2 separate regions of the Sus scrofa genome follow, and region 1 is linked to region 2. A link is a contact called in public targeted proximity ligation data. All regions are on one chromosome and are shown on one strand. The core of a region is the stretch at or near the end of the contact, and the rest is flanking DNA. Distances in the headings are between cores, read along the strand shown. Region 1 holds the start of STAMBP (STAM-binding protein). Region 2 holds the start of BOLA3 (bolA-like protein 3).

Region 1 (5,161 bases), core at 1,032-3,531, 300 kb before region 2:
ACAATTTCATAAGGTAATTTCAACTCCCAACTGAAAAGGAACATAATTTCCATGCCTTTATAATATATAAAAGTAAAAGATCCCAGGACACTTGCTCTATTTCCCTTCTTGTAAACAGCTCTTTCCACATCTTTATCTTTCCAAGTAATTACTTTTCAAATTCTACTTGGGAGTTCCTGGCATAGCTCAGTGGTAATGAACCTAACTAGCATCCTTGAGGATGTGGGTTTGATCCCTGGCCTTGCTCAGTGGGTTAAGGATCATGGTGTTGCCAAGAGCTGCAGCATAGGTTGCAGACCTGGCTGGGATCTGGCATTGCTGTGGCTGTGGTGTGGGCTGGTAGCTGCAGCTCGGATTCAACCCCTAGCCTGGGTACTTCCATATGCTGCGGGTGCAGTCCTAAAAAGACACACACACACACACACACACACACACACACACACACACACACACAAATTCTATTTGTTATTTTATATTTCCAATGAGTTCACAGAAAAAAATAATTAACCATGTGAACATTTTTCTTTAGTACACATTCTACTTCTGCCTTCAGAGCACCCCCATTCATTAAGAAGTCTTTTCTTAATGAAGCTTTGAAAGACATTTGTTTTGAGAAAGAAATAGTTATAGAAGATATGCTTTTTAAATTCACGGGTAAATTTTGTTGTAACATATGATAATTTTTTAAATGATTTAACCAGTACCCAAAAAAGAACTGTAGAGGCTAAAATGTTGTTAAAGTTTATACAATGAGGAGTTCCCATCGTGGTGCAGTGGTTAACGAATCTGACTAGGAACCATGAGGTTGCAGGTTCGATCCCTGGCCTTGCTCAGTGGGTTAAGGATCTGGCGTTGCTGTGAGCTGTGGTGTGGGTCGCAGACGCGGCTCGGATCCCGCGTTGCTGTGGTTCTGGCGTAGGCCGGTGGCTACAGCTCCGATTAGACCCCCTAGCCTGGGAACCTCCATATGCCGCGGGAGCGGCCCTAGAAAAGGCAAAAAGACAAAAAAAAAAAAAAAAAAAAAAAAAGTTTACACAATGAAATTTACTTTTTTGATAAGATTTTAATTTTTTCTATTATAGTTGATTTACAATGTTCAATCAATTTCTACTGTACAGCAAAGTGACCCAGCTATACACACACGTATATACACCATCTTTTTCTCACGTTATCCTTCATCGTATTCCATCACAAGTGATTAGATATAGTTCCCTGTGCTATACAGCAGGATCTCATTGCTTATCCACTCCAAATGCAATAGTTTGCATCTACTAACCCCAAATTTCCAGTCCATCCCACTCCCTCCCCCCAAAATGAAATTTACTTTTAAAAACTTATCTTTCGCTGCCTATGGAATGTGGAAGTTCATGGGCCAGGGATCGAATCAAGCTTCTGGAGAGATAGTGATGGATCCTTAACCCAGGGCGCCAAAAGAGAAGTCTGAAATTTACTTTTAGATTCTACTAGTGGAAACCGCTAGAATGACTGCTCATCTACCGAATTACTCTTCCTCTGAAAACCTTGCCAACAGCCAAGATGGACCTTAACAGCCAAGGAGTCCACTGCGGCCTCTCTGGCCACAAAGGTTTCTCTGGACACTAAGTTTCTGAATGTGGCAATGAACAAAACTAAGGTGAAATCGAGCTGAGAATTGAGTAATTTCTAAAAATAAGTGAAGGAAAATTCACAGAGAGCAAATTTCCACACAGAGAAGACCCGAGGATATGTATTTAGCTATAAAAATAAAAGTAAAAACACAGCTCATCTCCTGATTTTCCAATGACATTCATTCAGACACACCTAGTAGAAGATATAGGGCATGGACAGGCTGATAGTGATAGGGGTCAACTTGCAATCAGTTTTAATAGAGTTTGTACAGTTTTCTCCAAAGAACTGGGACAAGGTAGCTTTCAGAATTGACATAAGCATTTAACACACCTCACAAATATGAAGGACGTGAAGGCATGGGGTAAACCTGAGTGACCAGACTCTAATTCCAAAAAATGTATGCTTTATGTAATAGATTTTATTTGATTCCATACTTTCTAAGCTTGTTTAAGATATGTTGCATTACAACTCGTGTAGCTTTTCACTCGGAGGGAATGCATCGGTCCATTTACGGTGTTCGTATTAATCTAAAAACAAAAGTTAGCTGGGTCCTTTATTTGTTTCCCACTCCTTCCGCGCTGATTTTCCTTTACCAAAATGGCCTCCCCCCAGCTCTCTTCTCATTGGTGGGTTTTTTTCCGCAGGTGACAGCTCTAACCCCGCCCCCAGACACTGCCCCGGGTCCTAAGTTCTTGGGAGTTTAACTGATAGCCCAGTTGGAGGGGGCGGGGCGGGGGCCGGATGTGACGTTTACGGAAGCTCCGAGAGTCATTCGCGGGGACAGGTGGGGAAGGGTCCCGGGAATGTGGTGGGGCTTGGGTGCTGAGCGTGGTCTGACAGTGACGCGGAGTGGCGGCCGTGAGTGTGGGACCTGCAGCCCACTCCTCCCCGCACCGCCTGCCCAGCCCTCTGCGCGCGAGTTCCCTGACGGCTCCGGTGCCCAGTCGGGCCCAGCGCGCCCCCGCCTACCTCATGGGCCCTTATGCTGTTGTCAAGAGGTCCCTCTCCGCTGTATACGCCCCCATCGCTCTTCCCGCTGCTTCCTTTTTCCTTCTCATGTTTACCCCTTGGTCCTTTACGGCACCACCTCTCTGGAGTATTGCTCAGCTCTGTAGTACTGGGCACCACCTGCTGGTCTCGGGAGTGGATTCCATTCGCGACAAAAATATCCTCTACAGAGAGACAGGGAAGAGCAACGAGCTTCCTCTGTTTCAGATAGCTTTGATGGGCTTTGCCCTGAATTTACTAATTAGACAACTGGGGGAGGTTTTAGATTTGCTAGTGGCTTTCTGAGCCCTTAAAAAGGCTCCTTACAGGAGACAGAATGCCTCTACATCCCTGGTAGTCCCCACAGCTTTTGTACTATGGGGGTGTATGAGAAGCAGCAGCTTGGTGGAGAAAGTGTCACTTAGAGATAGAATTGGCCTGGAGAAAACTATCTCTTAGGGAGGGGTTGGAGTGGAAAACAACAACAGTGTATAGACAAATGAAACTGAAATGTAAAGGTTTCTAGGCAGATATGAATCATGACTGAAGCAAAAGATCTCTGTGGGGAATGAGTAAGGTTTAAGATTCAAAGGAAAAAATGGGCCATTTGACACAGGGTCTTGAATTTCAAAACCTGTGGTAGCTTGTGTATATTCTAGAACATGCTGGTTAGGGTGTGCTGTAATTCAGTATGTAAGGTTGGAAGTTAGAATCTGATTCTAGCAGTAGCAATATCCAGAAAGATTCTAGAGGGGTTCCTTGGTGGCTCAGTGGCTTAAGGATCTGGTGTTGTCACTGTTGTGGCTTGGGTCACTGCTGTGGCACAGGTTCGTTTCCTGGCCTAGGAACTTTTGCATGCCCTGGGCCTGGCCAAAAAAAGAGAGAGAAAGATTGTAGATTACTGCAGTATGAGTCCCAGGTGGTGTTTTGTTGTGTTGTGTTTTTTTTTTTTTCTTTCAAGTTACCTTTGTGTCCTTTTGTTATTCGAAGAGCGCTTAGTCTTTGAAGATAGATTCCAATAAATTGCGTTCTAGATCAAAAATCCTTGCCCTGAAATGATGTGATGTAGATTGACTGGAAGAGTGATTCCGTGAGCAGAGTTAGGATTATAAGCATTCATTCCTATGCCATTTCCCCTAACTAACCTTCTGCTCAAGTATGAAAAAGTATAGGGAAACGTCAGTTACTCTCAGGTTAAAATGATCAACTTGAAGTCAGTTTAGGATCATGAAAATTCATTGAGTGTTCTCTGCCAGGTCAAGGGTGGATAGAAATGGGGAGCTGAGAAGAGAAATAATGGGAAAAAATGTAAGCTATTGTTCTTTTTATGGTGCTGAGGGCAAGGCCACCTAACCACAGGGAACACTTAGCAGGAAGGGCAGAATTGAACCCCTTGTAGCTCATTATGTTGTACTCTTTGTACCACCTAATTATGGTGCAGGGATTAGGAGTTTTTGAGGCTGCCAATCTTTTCATCATTGTGACATGGGCTTCCCTGAGGGTCTTGGGGAAAGAGACCTTACTTGATATAAGCCATAATGTATTCTTTTTCTTTTAATTTCCTCATAAGGTAGAGATTTGTGGGATGAGCGCACTGTGCTAGGCTATGCTGGGATGTTGAGGACTTTGGTGTTGATGCCATCTGTTTTCTCTGTTTCAGAGCTTCTTGGTCCCGATGTCTGACCATGGAGATGTGAGCCTCCCACCTGAAGACCGGGTGAGGGCTCTCTCCCAGATAGGTAGCGCAGTAGAGGTAAATGAAGACATTCCACCCCGTCGGTACTTCCGCTCTGGAATGGAGATTATCCGGATGGCATCTATTTACTCTGAGGAAGGCAACATTGAACATGCCTTCATCCTCTATAACAAGTACATCACGTAAGACACCTCCAGTTTCCTTTTTCTTTTCTGGTGACTGATGCCTCACTCATTCTGCTCTTGTGCTCATTTATTTCTGCTCAGAATTGCTAAAAGTAGAAAACGTTACAGCGTCATTATCATTAATCATTTTTGCTGGCAGCTCCTACGTATTGGCTGTCCTTGACGTTCAAAGACATAAGTACTGAAAGTGTTGTTTTCATGACTCAGTAATTTCATGAGTAAGAGACCTCGCTCTTTGGCCTGTGCCCACATGGCCCAGCTGTTAGGCAGGAGAGTTGGTGTTTCAACTACATGATTTGTATTGATGAATGTTTTTCCTGTCCTCTCTCAATCAGAGAATTATTGTTAAGCTTTAGCAGAGCCAAAATTCCTCACCTCTACTTACTTTGTAGCAAATTGAGTGATTCAGGGAGAGTTTTTCTTAACCTTTATCATAATCTTGCAAATCATCAAATAAGTATTGACCACCTATAGTTTGTGTAGCTCGTTATAAGACCTTTCCCTCGAGTTGCTTTTCTTAGGGCAGGGGGCATGAATTGAAGATTTCGGTTCAGTTAACAGAAACAGTTCTTAAAGCCCCAGTGATAAAGTTGTCTAATTCAGGAAGGGAATAGTGTTAAAGGGCCTCATTTATAATTTCTAGTCTTGTTCTTTCATAATACCAGGACCTTCAAATATAATAATA
Region 2 (5,133 bases), core at 2,317-4,816:
AATGAAGCAGTTAATATACTCAAAAAGACAAAAATCTGCCTGGGGTCTGTTCTAGTTCTGGTATTCTAGGGTGTCAGATGAATGTGGGGAAATTAAAGTAAGGCTCATCTTGAAGTCAAATTAAGATTGTGGACCTGAGCCCCAGGGAGACTGAGGGACCTCACCTGAGCTGGCAACCATGAGCCCTTGCAGCCGGGCCTCGTCCCCACAGTTTCCCTCTGATGCTCCTGGCAGCCTCACCTCCACCCCATCAGTGGGGGCGAGACCGAGTCCTATCTGTCCAAAACCCACACATACCAAGGGAGTTCCCATTGTGGCTCAGCAGTAATGAACCCAACTAGTCGCCCATGAGGATGAGGGTTTTCCATCCCTGGCCTCGCTAGTGGGTTAAGGATGGATCCAGCGTTGCTGTGAGTTGTGCTATAGGTTGCAGACACGGCTTGGATCTGGCGTTGCTGTAGCTGGTGTAGGCTGGCAGCCATAGCTCTGATTCAGTCCCTAGACTGGGAACTTCCATATGCTGCAGGTGTGGGCACCCCCCCCCAAAAAAAAACAAAAGCCTTATGTGTGGAAAAGCCAGAGATGATGAGTTCCCACCAAGCCTCCTGCTCTCTGCCCCTTCAGCAGGTAAAAATCCTACCAAACTGTGGGAGAGATGAGGGAGAAATCTTACCTGAAATGTCAGTGACTTTGATAGCTGTAGCTCGAGGAAATTTTTCTTTGAGAATTTGGGTCACTTTGCGCTCCCCCTCAGTCTGCGAGGCAAACATCCGCTGGGCAGAGTGGAGAAGAGGGAGCTGCCACAGAACAGAGGAGAGTCACTGTGGTGGTGGGGGGGGGCTGCCCTCCCCCCACAAGGCAGGGCCCCAGGCTAAGGCAGGGCAACTGCACTGTGTTCCGTTATGCTCCCCAGGAGGCAGAACAAACTTTATTTTGAGGAGGGAATGGAATTGTAAATAACTCACTTTGATGGTAGAGACAAGGCCCCAAACTTCATTCCATAGGTGTTTAACTAGTGATAATGTTATGAGAGAGACACTATCATGATGACTTTTTTTTTTTTTTTTTTTTTTTGCTTTTGAGAGTTGTACCCAGAACATGTGGAAGTTCCCAGGCTAGGGGTTGAATCAGAGCTCTAGCTGCCGTCCTATACCACAGCCACAGCAATGCCAGATCTAAGCCGAGTCTGCAACCTACACCACAGCTCACCACAATGCTGGCTCCTTAACCCGAGGAGCGAGACCAGGGATCGAACCCACATCCTCATAGCTCCTAGTCAGATTCGTTTCCGCTGAGCCACAAGAGGAACTTGTGAGGACAGTTTTATGAGTGAGGAGCCTGATGCACTAGGTAATGTCTAAGGCTGGATCCATCAGTAGATGCAGAACCAGGAAAGGCCAGGCCACCCGGCTCAGTCATTACCACGTACTGATGAGGCCAAATGCCACCCACCCTTAGGCCTGATTAACATTCCACATTCTCTCCAGTGGGATGTACCCCTTTACCTATTGCTTGATAAGCCAGCTACCCTTTGCAATTCTTTTTGTTTGTTTGTTTGCTTTTTAGGGCTGCACCGGAGGTATATGGAAGTTCCCAGACTAGGGGTCCCATCGGAGCTACAACTGCCGGCCTACACCACAGCCACAGCAACGCCGGATCCTTAACCCGCTGAGCAAGGCTAGGGATCAAGCCCAAGTCCTCATCCTCATGGGTCCTAGTCGGATTCGTTTCTGCTGCGCCACAATGGGAATGACCCTCTTTGCAATTCTCACTGGAGAGAAGAAACAGAATTCTGTTAAAGGACCTGAAGGAGGAACCTTATTAGATTTACCATGGGCAGCAGCACTCCCCCTCCCCCTATGGCTACCCCAAGGAGCCAGGGCTCCTGATGGGAATGTGTCTCAACCCTTAGCAGACGACCAGGTCAGCAGCCCCTTGACTGGGTTGAGCACATGCTGAAAAGGGAGAATGAAAACAGAGCATGGCAGGCCTTGAATGTCAAGCTAAAGACTTTGGGTTCTGTTAGACAGATTCTTGGTGTCAAAGTAACAGTGCATTTGAAGATAAGTCAGGAAAGATGCCCATACGAGAGTATCACTACAAAGGAGTAATATCAGGCAGCCCCACTGGAGAAGGATGGTCCTTAGAGCGCTGTTCATCAAGGGCTGGTGCTGAAGGTACCATCCCTTTATCCCCTTAGTCCTGCTCATCCTTAGGCCTTTCCTGATGGCCCAGAGCAGGGTCCTATGTTAGTTAAAGAATCTCAGATCACCTCCTTTAAATGCCCTGTGCACTAACTCTTTCACCAACTGGTCTCAGAGGCCAAGACTGAGTCTGTCCTGTTCTGCAGTCTTCCAGAACTGCCCAGGGCAGGCCCTCCGGAAGATGTGGGTGATGGATGAATGAATGAATCAATGAACAGGGGAAGAACCACGTGATTCAGGGCATACCTATGGATCACCAGCAAAGAAATCTCGATTCTAACACTTAGCAGAAATGCAGGTCAGGAGAAAGATCTGACTTGGGAGGGAGACTGAGTGCTGTATGTGACAGACACTTGATGTTGTGGGCCTGGGTAAGATGGGGTGGGGGGGTTAGGACCTCTCCTGAAGCCAGTGCCCTGGGGGACAAAGGCAGAGGGTAACCAGGTGGCTCGGAAGAAGCAATCACTAAGGGGTCAGGGTGGTTGGCACTGCTGACTCCTTGGGAGAAACCTTCCCTCATCTCAGCTATCTGCAGGCAGTGGCTTTTAAAAACCTAGCAATCTACTGACAAAAATCTCCGGAATGCGGACTGTCCAGGCTGGAAGTCACCAGGAGAATTGCTCGTCATGCCTGGGGGAGGCAGGTTCAAAAGAAGAAAGAATGTGAGAAGAAAGCCAAAGAAGTGGATGAATCAGAAAGGGGGAGAGAAAATTCGGAGAGCGCGTGGGGAGTGCCCTCTGCGGGCTTGCTACTAGGGGAGTGTGGGATTTGGGGAGGGTCAAGGTCACAGAAGCCGGGCGGACGTTCTGGAGCCCAGACCCAGCCACAGTCCCTGGCATGCACGCCGCGACTCCCGGCTATGCCTCCCACGTCTCTGGTAAATCAACACTGCTTGGTCCGTGGCCGCCGTATTCAGAATGTTTGCGCATCCGTTCCCCTCGCCCTCCACCCCCGCCCTGTTCGCGGGAGCTCCCCCAGCCCGCGCCGGGCCTGACACTTCGACTACGCGTAGCCGGGCCCGCTGGATGAACGAACCAACGGATGAGAGAAAGAACGCGGAGGCCCCCGGCTCGGCGCGCCGCCCTCCGCGAGCGGGTGCTCCAGCTCTGGCCGCAGCCCGCCCCGCGGTCTCCCGCCCCGGCGAGAGCAGCCCGGCCCCCGCCCGCGCTCACCCCGCGGCTCCCGCGGAGCAGAGGCGCTGCCGCGGCCGGGCTCCAAGCAGCCATGCCCGGCCGACGCGGCCCGCCGCCCGAGGTCGCCGAGTCTCCCAAAAGGCGCGGAACCCGGAACCCGAGCCACCTCCGCCGTGGGCGAGGCCGCCCCCTGCCGTCTGGAGGCCGGGAGCCGCCCCGCACGCCCGGGGCCCCGCCCTCCGCCTTCTCTCGCGAGCAGCCTCCGCTGCCCAGGCTGGGGACAGAGCCAGTACCCGGGGCTCCATGCAGCCTTCGGACTTCCCCTCGTCCCAAGGACCCTGGTGCCCTAAGTGGACCGCCGCTGTGCCCACTCACCACCCCACACCCTGCTGTTAAACGGAGGGTCTTGGGGGTTCCCGTCGTGGCTCAGCGGTTAACGAATCCAACTAGGAACCATGAGGTTGCGGGTTTGATCCCTGGCCTTGCTCAGTGGGTTAAGGATCCGGCGTTGCCGTGAGCTGTGGTGTAGGTCGCAGATGCGGCTGGGATCCCGCATTGCTGTGGCTCAGGTGTAGGCTGGCAGATTAGACCCCTAGCCTGGGAACCTCCATATTCCACAGGAGCGACCCTAGAAAAGACAGAAAGACAAACAAAAACACAAAACAAAACAGAGGGTCTTGGGTTTCTCCCTCCAGGAAGGAACCAGGGAAGGATTCTAAAGAGGGGAGTCATTGTCAGATTTGTGCTTTAGAAAGATCACTGAGGAGCGGAGACAGTAGGGGGCTGAAATTGGAGAGGAGGACAGAAGTCCCAGCTTCTGTTCCGAAGGAGAGGGGAGACCCAAGGGGAGACCTGGTAGCAGGGATGGGAGGAGTAGATTGAGACACCTGGGAGGAATGGACTGGAGTGACCGGCTGAAAGTAGCAGGGCTGAAGGTGGCAGGGATGAGGCTCAGGTTTCTGACTTGGATAGATGGAGGAGGGCTAGGCGTGGGATGATGGGGATTGACTAACTTGGTTTTGAATTTGCCTCAGTTTAAGGTGCCTGCAGGACACGGCTCAGCAGAGGTGGAGGCTTGGAGTCACAGACCTTGGCATTTTGAGAATGCAGGGGAAGCTGACACTATCAGGGACGGATTGTCAGCAAATCTGCCCCATGTCTGGAATACTTCAGACAGTTCGAAGCAGAAATTCAACCAAGCCCTTTCTCTCTCTAGCAGTATGTGCATATAGCATGTGGTCTGGTATACCGTGAAGGATGAACCAGCTCTTTTTACTCTTGCATTTTGCCTATGCAATCAGTATGTTCACTGCTGCACTTGGATGGGTTGTGTAAGCAGATAGGTAGAAGGTCCCGGAAACAGAGAACCAGGCATGGATTTTTGACATAAGCCATTTTCAGCCTGTCATTTGTGATCTAAGCCTGGCCACAAGGGTTAGATCTTGGGTCTCAGTAATTAATGATCTTAGGGAAACAGAAGTATGTGGGAACAGACGGACTCTTACCAGACAAGAGAAGTAACAACAGCAAAGATAGTAAATCAGTTGTAAAGACTCCCAGTTCTGCTTCAACAGTAGATTAGCCTGTCACACACTCTTGAGCAGTTTTGCAGAATTCAAATACCACTCCCACCCACCTCAAGCTCTCAGCCTCCAGATCAACTGAAAGCTAATGAATGATGTTGACATTTTCTGACCCTTGTGACTTCAGCTAAAACTTAGACTCTGTCAACCTCTGCCCAAATTCTAAACCAAATTCTCCTCTGCTCAAGCCCCTTCATGAATATGCATGTACGC

Evidence for each region.
Region 1: a contact with region 2 is called in a targeted proximity ligation map of alveolar macrophages. A contact is called at or near these places in 2 of 5 promoter capture datasets (fetal liver and fetal skeletal muscle), 8 of 47 Hi-C or Micro-C datasets (embryonic fibroblasts, fetal liver, fetal skeletal muscle and 4 more) and 1 of 2 datasets of targeted methods (alveolar macrophages).

Annotation. Positions count from the first base shown.
Region 1 is chr3:69,185,376-69,190,536 of Sscrofa11.1, reverse strand. It overlaps STAMBP (STAM-binding protein), which reads left to right and starts at 2,281. Exons shown (of 10, transcript XM_003125008.4): 1 at 2,281-2,392; 2 at 4,256-4,473. The coding sequence starts at 4,271.
Region 2 is chr3:68,881,880-68,887,012 of Sscrofa11.1, reverse strand. BOLA3 (bolA-like protein 3) reads right to left here and starts at 3,566. Exons shown (of 4, transcript XM_003481180.4): 1 at 3,377-3,566; 2 at 674-797. The coding sequence starts at 3,430.